Linked DNA regions of Pan troglodytes: regions 1 and 3 are each linked to region 2. The links are chromatin contacts, called in public Hi-C and HiChIP or PLAC-seq maps. All regions are on one chromosome and are shown on one strand. The core of a region is the stretch at or near the end of the contact, and the rest is flanking DNA. Distances in the headings are between cores, read along the strand shown.

Region 1 (2,700 bases), core at 2-2,501, 210 kb before region 2:
CGGAGCTTCAGGCCACCAGCGCTAGTTTACCTACCGCCTCCCACACTGGCCTCTCTGAGGACTTTGCCCCAAAGCACGGGAGGGCACAGTGGGCAGAGGTGTGTGTGGAGGGCCCTAAAGGCCCCAACGTGGGAAGGGAAGATGGGAGGATTTCTCCAGGATCACAGTTGTGGCAGGGCAGGGCAGGGCTCCCCACAGTGCAACAGGCTTCCTGACTGGCTCCAACCACGCTCCTGGGGGGGACACTCAGGGCCCAGAGAACTCAGCAAAGTTCCCCTGACTTCACTGTGCGGCCAACTCCACTGCAGGCTGCATGGCGAGTTGTGGGGAACAGCCCAAGCGGGTCTGCATCCATCCAATCTTGGGCCCAAGCGCAGCTGGTTAGCGGCCGCCCAGAATGGGGTCTGCCCTCCCCACACCGTTGGGCTCGCGATTTACCTGGGTGGTCAAAATTGTACTGTCCTTTCAAGGCCTTGGCCTTCTGCTCTGCCGTCAGGACCTTGTAGAACCTGTCCTGGCTCAGGATGACCACCTTCCGCTGCCGCTGTTCCACCTCGTTCTGTCCCAGCAACTCCATGATCTTCTCACACACGGTCGACTGGAGACACAGAAGCGGGATTCCCGCCTGGAACGGCTCGTCCTGTGACAGGCACGGGGCCGGCTTCTGGAGACACTGACCCACCCGTCCCCTGGGGGGTATGCTCGGAAGGCGGGAGGACACCAACAGGTGTGGATGGTCTCAGCGGAAGGGCCGCGGGGGCCCAACGGGGTTAGCACGGACTTGGGGCTCCGAGGAGCCCGGCCGGCGGAGAGGCTGTGGGGGAGCCCCGAGGCCCAGCGCCCCAACCCCTCGCCCGCCCCGGCCCATCGCGGCCCGCAGCCCCTTCGCTCCCGCGCCCTGCCCCTGCCTGGCAGGGGGCCCCTCGGCCGGGGCTGGGGTCTCCTCTCTGGACCGGGCCGCCCGTAGGCACCGGCGAGAGGCGAGACCCCGGCCCGCTCGGCCCCTTACCTTCCCGCTGGCAGTGCCGCCGCTCACCCCTATCAGGAAGGGCCGCTGGTGCGGACGGTCGGCCTCCGGCGCGGGGCTCTCGCAGTCTTCGCCTCCCGCCGAAGCCATCTCGGCCTCCGCTCCCGCGCATCGGGTCCCCGCACCCGCCCCTTCCCCAGGCCCGGCGCGCCCGCCCAGCGCCGAGGTCGGAGGCGACCGGAGCGATCACTTCCGGGAGGCGCGCGGGGCACGCCGGGAGTTGTAGTCCACGGGGGGGGGGGGCGCGCATGCGTGAGGGTGCAGGGCCCGAGGCCGGCACACCAGGAGCGCCCGCGTCCCATTGCGCCGAAAGCTGGCTGGCAGGGACTGCTGCGCCCCGGCCTCGAGCCGGCTACAAGGTCTCAGACTCAAGTGGCCCGGAAGGTGCCCGTTCCGCACCCCGAGGCTGGGGCTGCGCCTTGGTCCGAGTGCTTGCCTCTGCCTCGCGCTGCTTCTGCGCCAGTCCCGGGCCCTCCCCCGGCCGCCCCCGGGCCTGGCCCCCTCCAGCCCAGGCTCCTCTTGGCCATCGAGGCCTCCGGACTGTCCGGACACCTCCCACCCCACCCGCTGCTGGAGCCGTCGGGGCGCCCCGGAACGTGGCGGGGGCTGTCGCCTGATGACTTTAGGCTCGCGCCTACAGCGCGCCAAGGAGGCAGAGGCCCATGTGCCGGGTTCCATCCCTGCCGCCCCCCCGCTCCGTGCCTGGCACAGAGAACGTGACAGGCAAATTCTGATCCATTGAAATTATGGATTTCCAGCCGGGCGCGGTGGCTCACGCCTGTAATCCCAACACTTTGGGAGGCTGAGGCGGGTAGATCACGAGGTCAGGAGATCGAGACCATCCTGGCGAACACGGTGAAACCCCGCCTCTACTAAAAATGCAAAAAATCAGCTGGGCGTGGTGGCGGGCGCCTGTAATCCCAGCTACTTGGGAGGCTGAGGCAGGAGAATCGCTTGAACCCGGGAGGTGGAGGTTGCAGTGAGCCGAGGTGGTGCCACTGCACTCCCGCCTGGGCCACAGAGCAAGACTCCGTCTCAAAAATAAAAAAGAGAGAGAGATAGCTAAGGCCCGGGGCAGAGCATGCTTTTCATATACAAAACAGACAACCTCGGGCGGACGCGGTGGCTCACACCTGTAATCCCAGCACTTTGGGAGGCCGAGGCGGGTGGATCACGAGGTCAGGAGATCGAGACCATCCTGGCTAACATGGTGAAACCCTGTCTGTACTAAAAATACAAAAAATTAGCCGGGCATGGTGGCGGGCGCCTGTGGTCCCAGCTACTCGGGAGGCTGAGGCAGGAGAATGGTGTGAACCCGGGGAGGTGGAGCTTGCAGTGAGCCAAGATCACGCTACTGCACTCCAGCCTGGGGGAAAGAGTGAGACTCTGTCTCAAAAAAAAAAAAGACCCCAAGTCTACAGCCCCAGCCACCTCCTTATCTAATTCTCGCCCTTGGAGGCAAGATTCTCCCTGCCCTAAGTCACCCAGGGCCAGGTATCAGGTGACTAGAGACCACTCTGCAGCCCAGAGCCTGCTAGAATTACTCAAACTAGCCAATTTTAAACTCTTTCCCTGCCCTGCCAGGCCTTTTCCATGGAAACCCCAAGAAAGCCTCAGGCCTGGGCTCTCCTCTCGCCCCTGCTTCTGCCTCCTGACCAAACCTGGGGTTCTCT
Region 2 (2,700 bases), core at 124-2,623:
CTCTCTGAGCCTGTAAAACTGGGACCATATTCTTTCCCACTGACTAGCTTCAAAAATTTAAGAAGGAATGCATTTTAGGTGCTAAGAGTTAGATATATAGTAAACCCTCAATAAAGCCTACAAAAATGTCCTTCTGTGCTTCAACCACAGCCTGCAAAAGTCATATTGCCTCGTGGGTCCGCTGCAGGGGTGCACCCCACAGAAGTATCCCAGCTTCAACCCAGGAAACATAAGCAACTTCCACAATCAAAGCCACAGACCTCCTTTGCAGCTCCCTAAAAATCTGCTTTCCCTCATTCAGCCGCCAAGCTAACCTGGTACCTGGGTTATGACCACAGGGCATGCTCCCAGTACAGGAGCCCAGGAGCACCCGCCCACTTCACCTTAGACCCAAGAATTCGCATTTGCCCTGCAAGGTGCTGCAGGCTAATAAAGCCTGGGGCCCCACAGGCTCGACAGTCATTGAATCTTTGGAGACTCTATTTCCAGGACAGGCAAACCCAGGGACTCGGAAGGTAACTCCCCCAGATTTCTAGGAACACACAAAGAGACGAGGTCTGCATCAAGATTTACCATCTACTCCAACCCACCGGTCCCCCACCTGCCCTCCTTGCAGAGCTGAGCTTGATCGGGGTGGGGAGGGGAAACTTGACTACCTCCTCAAAATACCCCCACTCATCCAGCCTGCTTCCTTTGAAGCAACCGAAGTGGACGCTTCTCGTTAAACTCGAAGCTCGTTAGAAATGACACATTTTACAGCTCAGCTGGGTTCACCTTCCTAGCGCCGAGCCCAGGCCGGGCACCGAGCGCTGCAGCCGCAGCAGCACGCGGCCCGGGCTGTTCTTCCCCTGCCTGGGGCTCGAGCCATTTTCGGAAGTTCCCGGGGACCGCGGAGCGGCTAGCGCGCCCGGCCCCGGGTTGCAGGGGCCCCGCCCGGCCCGGCCCCTGGCGCCCCCGCAGCGGCCGCTTCCCCCCGCGCCCGGCAGGCAATGGGCCTGGAGGAGAAGCTGCCAGGCGCCCCGGCGAGGCCTCGGTGGCTTCACCCCGCCCCGGCGCACGCAGGGCCGCACATCCCGGGCGACCCGCGCTCGGCCCGGGGAGCGGCGGAGCCCCAGGGCCGGGCCCGGCCGGAGGGAGCCGCCCCACGCCCGCGCCTCACCTGCTTTCTCGATCTTGCCGGACATTTCCGGGCTGCGCCGGAGGCCGAGGCCGCCGCTCATCGGGCCCGGGCCGGGCCGCCGCGGGGCGACAGGGGCGGCGCGCCCGCCGCTCGCCTCGGCCCTGGCTCGCCACGCCTCAGACCCGCGCCGGCATGGCGGGCTCCGCGCGGCCGCGGCCCTGCGCTCGGCGACCGCGCTCCAGCCCGCCCGGGCCCAGCCGCTCCCGCCGCGCCCGCCGCCGCCGCTCCGCCTCCCGCGCGCCCGCCGCCGCTCCCCCGGCCCGCGAGCCGGCCGCAGCGCAGCGACGCCGCCCGCCCGCCCGCCGGGCCTCGGCCGCGGCCACGGCCACAGCGCCACCTGCCGGGCGCCCGCCGCGCCGCCACAGCGCCCCCTGTGGGCCCGGAGCCGCTCGAGCCTCCCGCGCGACGCGCGAGACGCAGCGCCCCCTGCCGAGCCGGAGTCCCCACGCAGGGGCCTGGGGCCTGGGGCCTGGGGTGTGGGGCCGACCCCGCCTGGGACTCCGCATTCCTCTGCTGTGGGACCAGAGTCACCAGCTCCAGACCTGGGACTGACAGCTCCAACCCAGGGTCCTCGGTTGCCCAAGAGCCTGGCCTGCCCCCTCACCAGAGACACAGAGAACCCTCCTGGGTCAGATTTTCCACCCCAGGACGTGGAACTGACGCCCACCCCACCCTAGCATCATCCCGGACCCAGCATCCCCTGTGGGCCAGAGGCTCCACACCAGGGCCTAGAACTCACTGTCACCAGGACTCAACGAGCTCTGCTGGCTGGGAGCCTGTCCTGACCTCCCCCAAACCAGAGATGCAGCACCCCCTTTTTTTTGTTTTGTTTTTTGTTTTTGAGACCGAGTCTCGCTTTGTCGCCAGGCTGGAGAGCAGTGGCGCGATCTCGACTCACTGCAACCTCTGCCTCCCGGGTTCAAGCAATTCTCCTGCCTCAGCCTCCTGAGTAGCTGGGATTACAGGCACATGCCACCATGCCCAGCTAATTTTTGTATTTTTAGTAGAAACGGGGTTTCGCCATGTTGGCCAGGCTGGTCTCGATCTTCTGACCTCATGATCCACCCACCTTGGCCTCCCAAAGTGCTGGGATTACAGGTGTGAACCACTGCACCCTGCCCGCACCCCCTTCTTAATTGGAGACCCCACACCAGGGCCTGGGAGTGGCCTCATAGCACCTCCTGCCAGCCCAGAGGCTCCAGCTGGGGAATGAGTCCACTCTGGCATGAAAGCCCTCTGCTGGCCCAAGGCCTATGCCAAGACGGAGGATTCATTCTCCACCCCAGCCCTGCATGTGGGACTCAGTCACCCTGCCAGCGAGAGCCACCTGTCCCGGGCTGGGGTTGGCCCTACTCAGGCCTAAATGTCCCCTGAGGCCTAGAGCCTCCATGCTGGCCTGGGCCCAACTCCCTCAGGGACACAGCACACCCTGCCTGCCCTGCTTATTTGACACCCAGAAGGGCACCCTGGGGCTCAGCTGTGGAACTTTTCTAGTGTGGAAATGAGTTCATTAAAAGTCG
Region 3 (2,700 bases), core at 125-2,624, 130 kb before region 2:
TCATATCCTTCTTTCAGGAGCTCGGGGGGCAGACACCCTGCTTGGTACACCCTGGCTTGCCGCCCTCACCTACACCCTCACAGCAGGCTCCACGCAACACTTCAACATTTCACAGCAATTACCCAGGATGGCGCTGCAGGCCTGGGAGCTCGCTCTGGGCCTTCCTGGGATGGCAGTGGGGTGAAGGGCTTGGCTTTCTGGGTTTTCCATCGATCTCTGGAGGATGCCTGCACACAGCAAGCCTCCCTTACTGGCTGGGAAAGTCCACAGAGAAGACAGCAAGCGGGATGCACTGGCTGAGGGGTGGGACGGCGTGCTGCTGGGGGGGCTGCCTTCAGGGAACCCTTGCATGACTGTTTCAGGGAGTGGCTCAATCTTTTGCAGCCCCAATTCTCAGATCTGCCAGATGTTCATTCCCAATGCCCAGACACTGCCACGAGATTTGCTAAACAGATCCCCCTCACCTTGCCTTGCTGCTGCCTAGTTTAAGGAGTCATGTTCCGCGCTGACTCCTTCTGGAGTCTTGAAATAGCCTCATCGGCGCCCCCATGTAAAGTCACTTTGTGCTTCCATGTGCCCTGCAATAACTCAGCACCTGATTTACACATACACAAATGGCTTTTGTGTCATCACAAACTGTACCAAGTTGGAGAAGTGTCTTCCTAACCAATCACATGGTGTGTTTAGCCGGTTTTAATTCAACAAGGTGAGGGGCAGACTCCCACAGCGTGGTGCCTCTTCCGGGAGACGGCACAGGGCAGCGGCTGACTGCAAGGTCTCCAGTTGCCCCTCATGGCATCTCTGCTTGTGTGCCCTAGTACAAGTGACTGAAGTTCTTGAGCCTCAGCTCAAGCTGTTCATCTTTAAAACGGGGATGAAAACAATAGCCCCTCCCCCATAAGGTTTCTGCGACGTTCCGCGAGACGCAGAGCGCTGCGTGCAAGTCCTCTGCATGGTGCTGGTGCGGACGACCTCTCCGCCAGCAGCAGCCGTCCTCTCCTGCCCTCCCAACAATCCAGGAACTGCCCTAAATAACAGTACTGGGGCATTCAGTAGGGGCCTAATACATATTTGCTGATACGTATTTTAGTAGGCACCTAATACATAGTCTAGGCACTGTATTAAGGTGTCTAGAATATTACCTGACTCACAGCAGCGTCTCAGTTTTGAGTGTGGATGGGTAAGAGACAAACTTCACCCACTGCATGGGTTCAGGTCCAGACACTGGGGAGGGAGGCTCAGGGAAATGACCAGGGGTGTGGGCTGCCAAGGAGGGGGCAGCTAGCAAGGAGAAAGCAAGGAGAGTCGGCCTCTCTTGGACAAAGGGGCCTGGCCTGCTCTGCCTCTGCCTCTGCAGCTGTGAGCTCACGTTCTGGTATTCAAGCTATGCAGTCGTGCTGGGACAAGAGCCAAACTGGAAAGGTACCTTCACGGGGCAGGGAGACACAGGGAAAACCTTCTGATCACCATGAAGCCCTTGCTGTGCCCCTTGGGCTCTGCAGATGCCAGGAGCTGCATCAGGGCTCATGGTCACACCATTTACAACAGGCCCCCATCTCTACCGATTCCCCAGAGCAATACTTCCAGCCCCTTATGATCACGCTTACCCACAGGGGCAGAGAGAAAGGCAGGGCGGGCCATTCCACAGAAACGCCGCCTCATCACAGCCTGGAGTTTATTTTAGGATCTGGCTCGTGCCGGGGTTTGCTTCTGACGAGCTGCTGCTCTCTGTGCAGCAGGAACTTTTATTTATAGCCAGAATAAGACTGTTTGGGCTGAGGATTTTAGAACGGGAAGGGCTGCCTGTCTGAGACTTGCAAACTTCTGCACAAGATCTAGGGGTGCCAGTTAGGAGAGGGGTGCCTGGCCCCCAATGTCAGCCCTGGTCACATAGCCAGTCGAAACACAGCAGGGACTGCCTCATGAGGACGAGAACAACTATTCCTACCTCATGCTTCCTGCTAGGCAGATGAAATGTTGCACGGATCATCTCAATTAACCTACACACAGTGCCTTACTGTTCTTATTACTGATGAAAATACTGAGGCTGGGAGGGGAGACCACATGCCTAATAACACAGCTGGCAAGATGTTGCGTGGGTATGACTGATATCACAATCAGTTCGTGTTTTCTGAAATACTGAGGTGTATCCTGGACGAGACAGGCCCTAACCATTGCAATCCCACAGCTCTGCAGGGTACAGCCTTACCAAATCTGCAGAGTTCCTCAGCTGAGTGCTTTGTGACACCAGGCATGCAAAGCCCAGTAAGCTGAGACTTGATCCATAAGCCAGGATGCAGAGAGGGGTGCACTGGCCAGAGTGTGGCAGGACAGGCAGGGAAAAGGTGGAATCAGTAACCAACTCCTTTGGAAACACACCCCTGAAAGCCACTGGGCCCCGGAGTCGAAACGATGCTGGAGGCTGATGACCTCATATGTGAGCGTGTGGCCAATTCATTAAAAGGCAAAGCTGCCTGAAGCTGGCCAGGCACCAGTTTTTTTTCTCACAAGTAAAATACTTAGAAAAGGCACTAGTTTTTGGTGACACCTTCTCTCTATTATAGTCCTGGCATGGAAAGAGGACTAGGGATGGGCTCTGTGTTGCCTTAGCAAGAAAGCAGGAAACATCTTTTTCTTCCTTTCTTTTTTTGAGACAGGGTCTCGCTCTGTCACCCAGGTTGGAGTGCAGTGATGCGGTCA

What was found. A called contact is a pair of places that touch in the nucleus more often than the background predicts. HiChIP or PLAC-seq counts read pairs in DNA pulled down with a chosen protein or histone mark.
Region 1: an H3K4me3 HiChIP or PLAC-seq map of stem cell-derived excitatory neurons shows a contact between it and region 2, with 6 times the contacts expected there. The contact joins the promoter of UCK1 here to the promoter of RAPGEF1 in region 2. A contact is called at or near these places in 1 of 7 Hi-C or Micro-C datasets (stem cell-derived neural progenitor cells) and 1 of 1 datasets of contacts at active chromatin or transcription factors (stem cell-derived excitatory neurons).
Region 3: a Hi-C map of stem cell-derived neural progenitor cells shows a contact between it and region 2, with 3 times the contacts expected there. The contact joins the enhancer-like site here to the promoter of RAPGEF1 in region 2. A contact is called at or near these places in 5 of 7 Hi-C or Micro-C datasets (blood, induced pluripotent stem cells, a lymphoblastoid cell line and 1 more), 1 of 1 datasets of contacts at active chromatin or transcription factors (stem cell-derived excitatory neurons) and 1 of 1 other capture datasets (stem cell-derived neural stem cells).

The regions. Positions count from the first base shown.
Region 1 is chr11:6,925,600-6,928,299 of NHGRI_mPanTro3-v2.0_pri, reverse strand. It overlaps UCK1 (uridine-cytidine kinase 1), which reads right to left and starts at 1,251. Exons shown (of 7, transcript XM_016961902.4): 1 at 1,010-1,251; 2 at 439-598. The coding sequence starts at 1,117.
Region 2 is chr11:6,718,060-6,720,759 of NHGRI_mPanTro3-v2.0_pri, reverse strand. RAPGEF1 (Rap guanine nucleotide exchange factor 1) reads right to left here and starts at 1,373. Exons shown (of 27, transcript XM_063788135.1): 1 at 1,160-1,373. The coding sequence starts at 1,220.
Region 3 is chr11:6,849,190-6,851,889 of NHGRI_mPanTro3-v2.0_pri, reverse strand. All of the region lies in intron 12 of RAPGEF1 (Rap guanine nucleotide exchange factor 1), which reads right to left. Among named protein-coding and RNA genes, the nearest start is that of PRRT1B, 54 kb to the left of the region's middle. Within about 2 kb of position 1,374, at least 9 of the 24 cell types and tissues checked have an H3K27ac peak or open chromatin away from gene starts, as enhancers often do. A contact at or near this core is called in induced pluripotent stem cells, stem cell-derived neural progenitor cells and stem cell-derived neural stem cells, where this site is marked.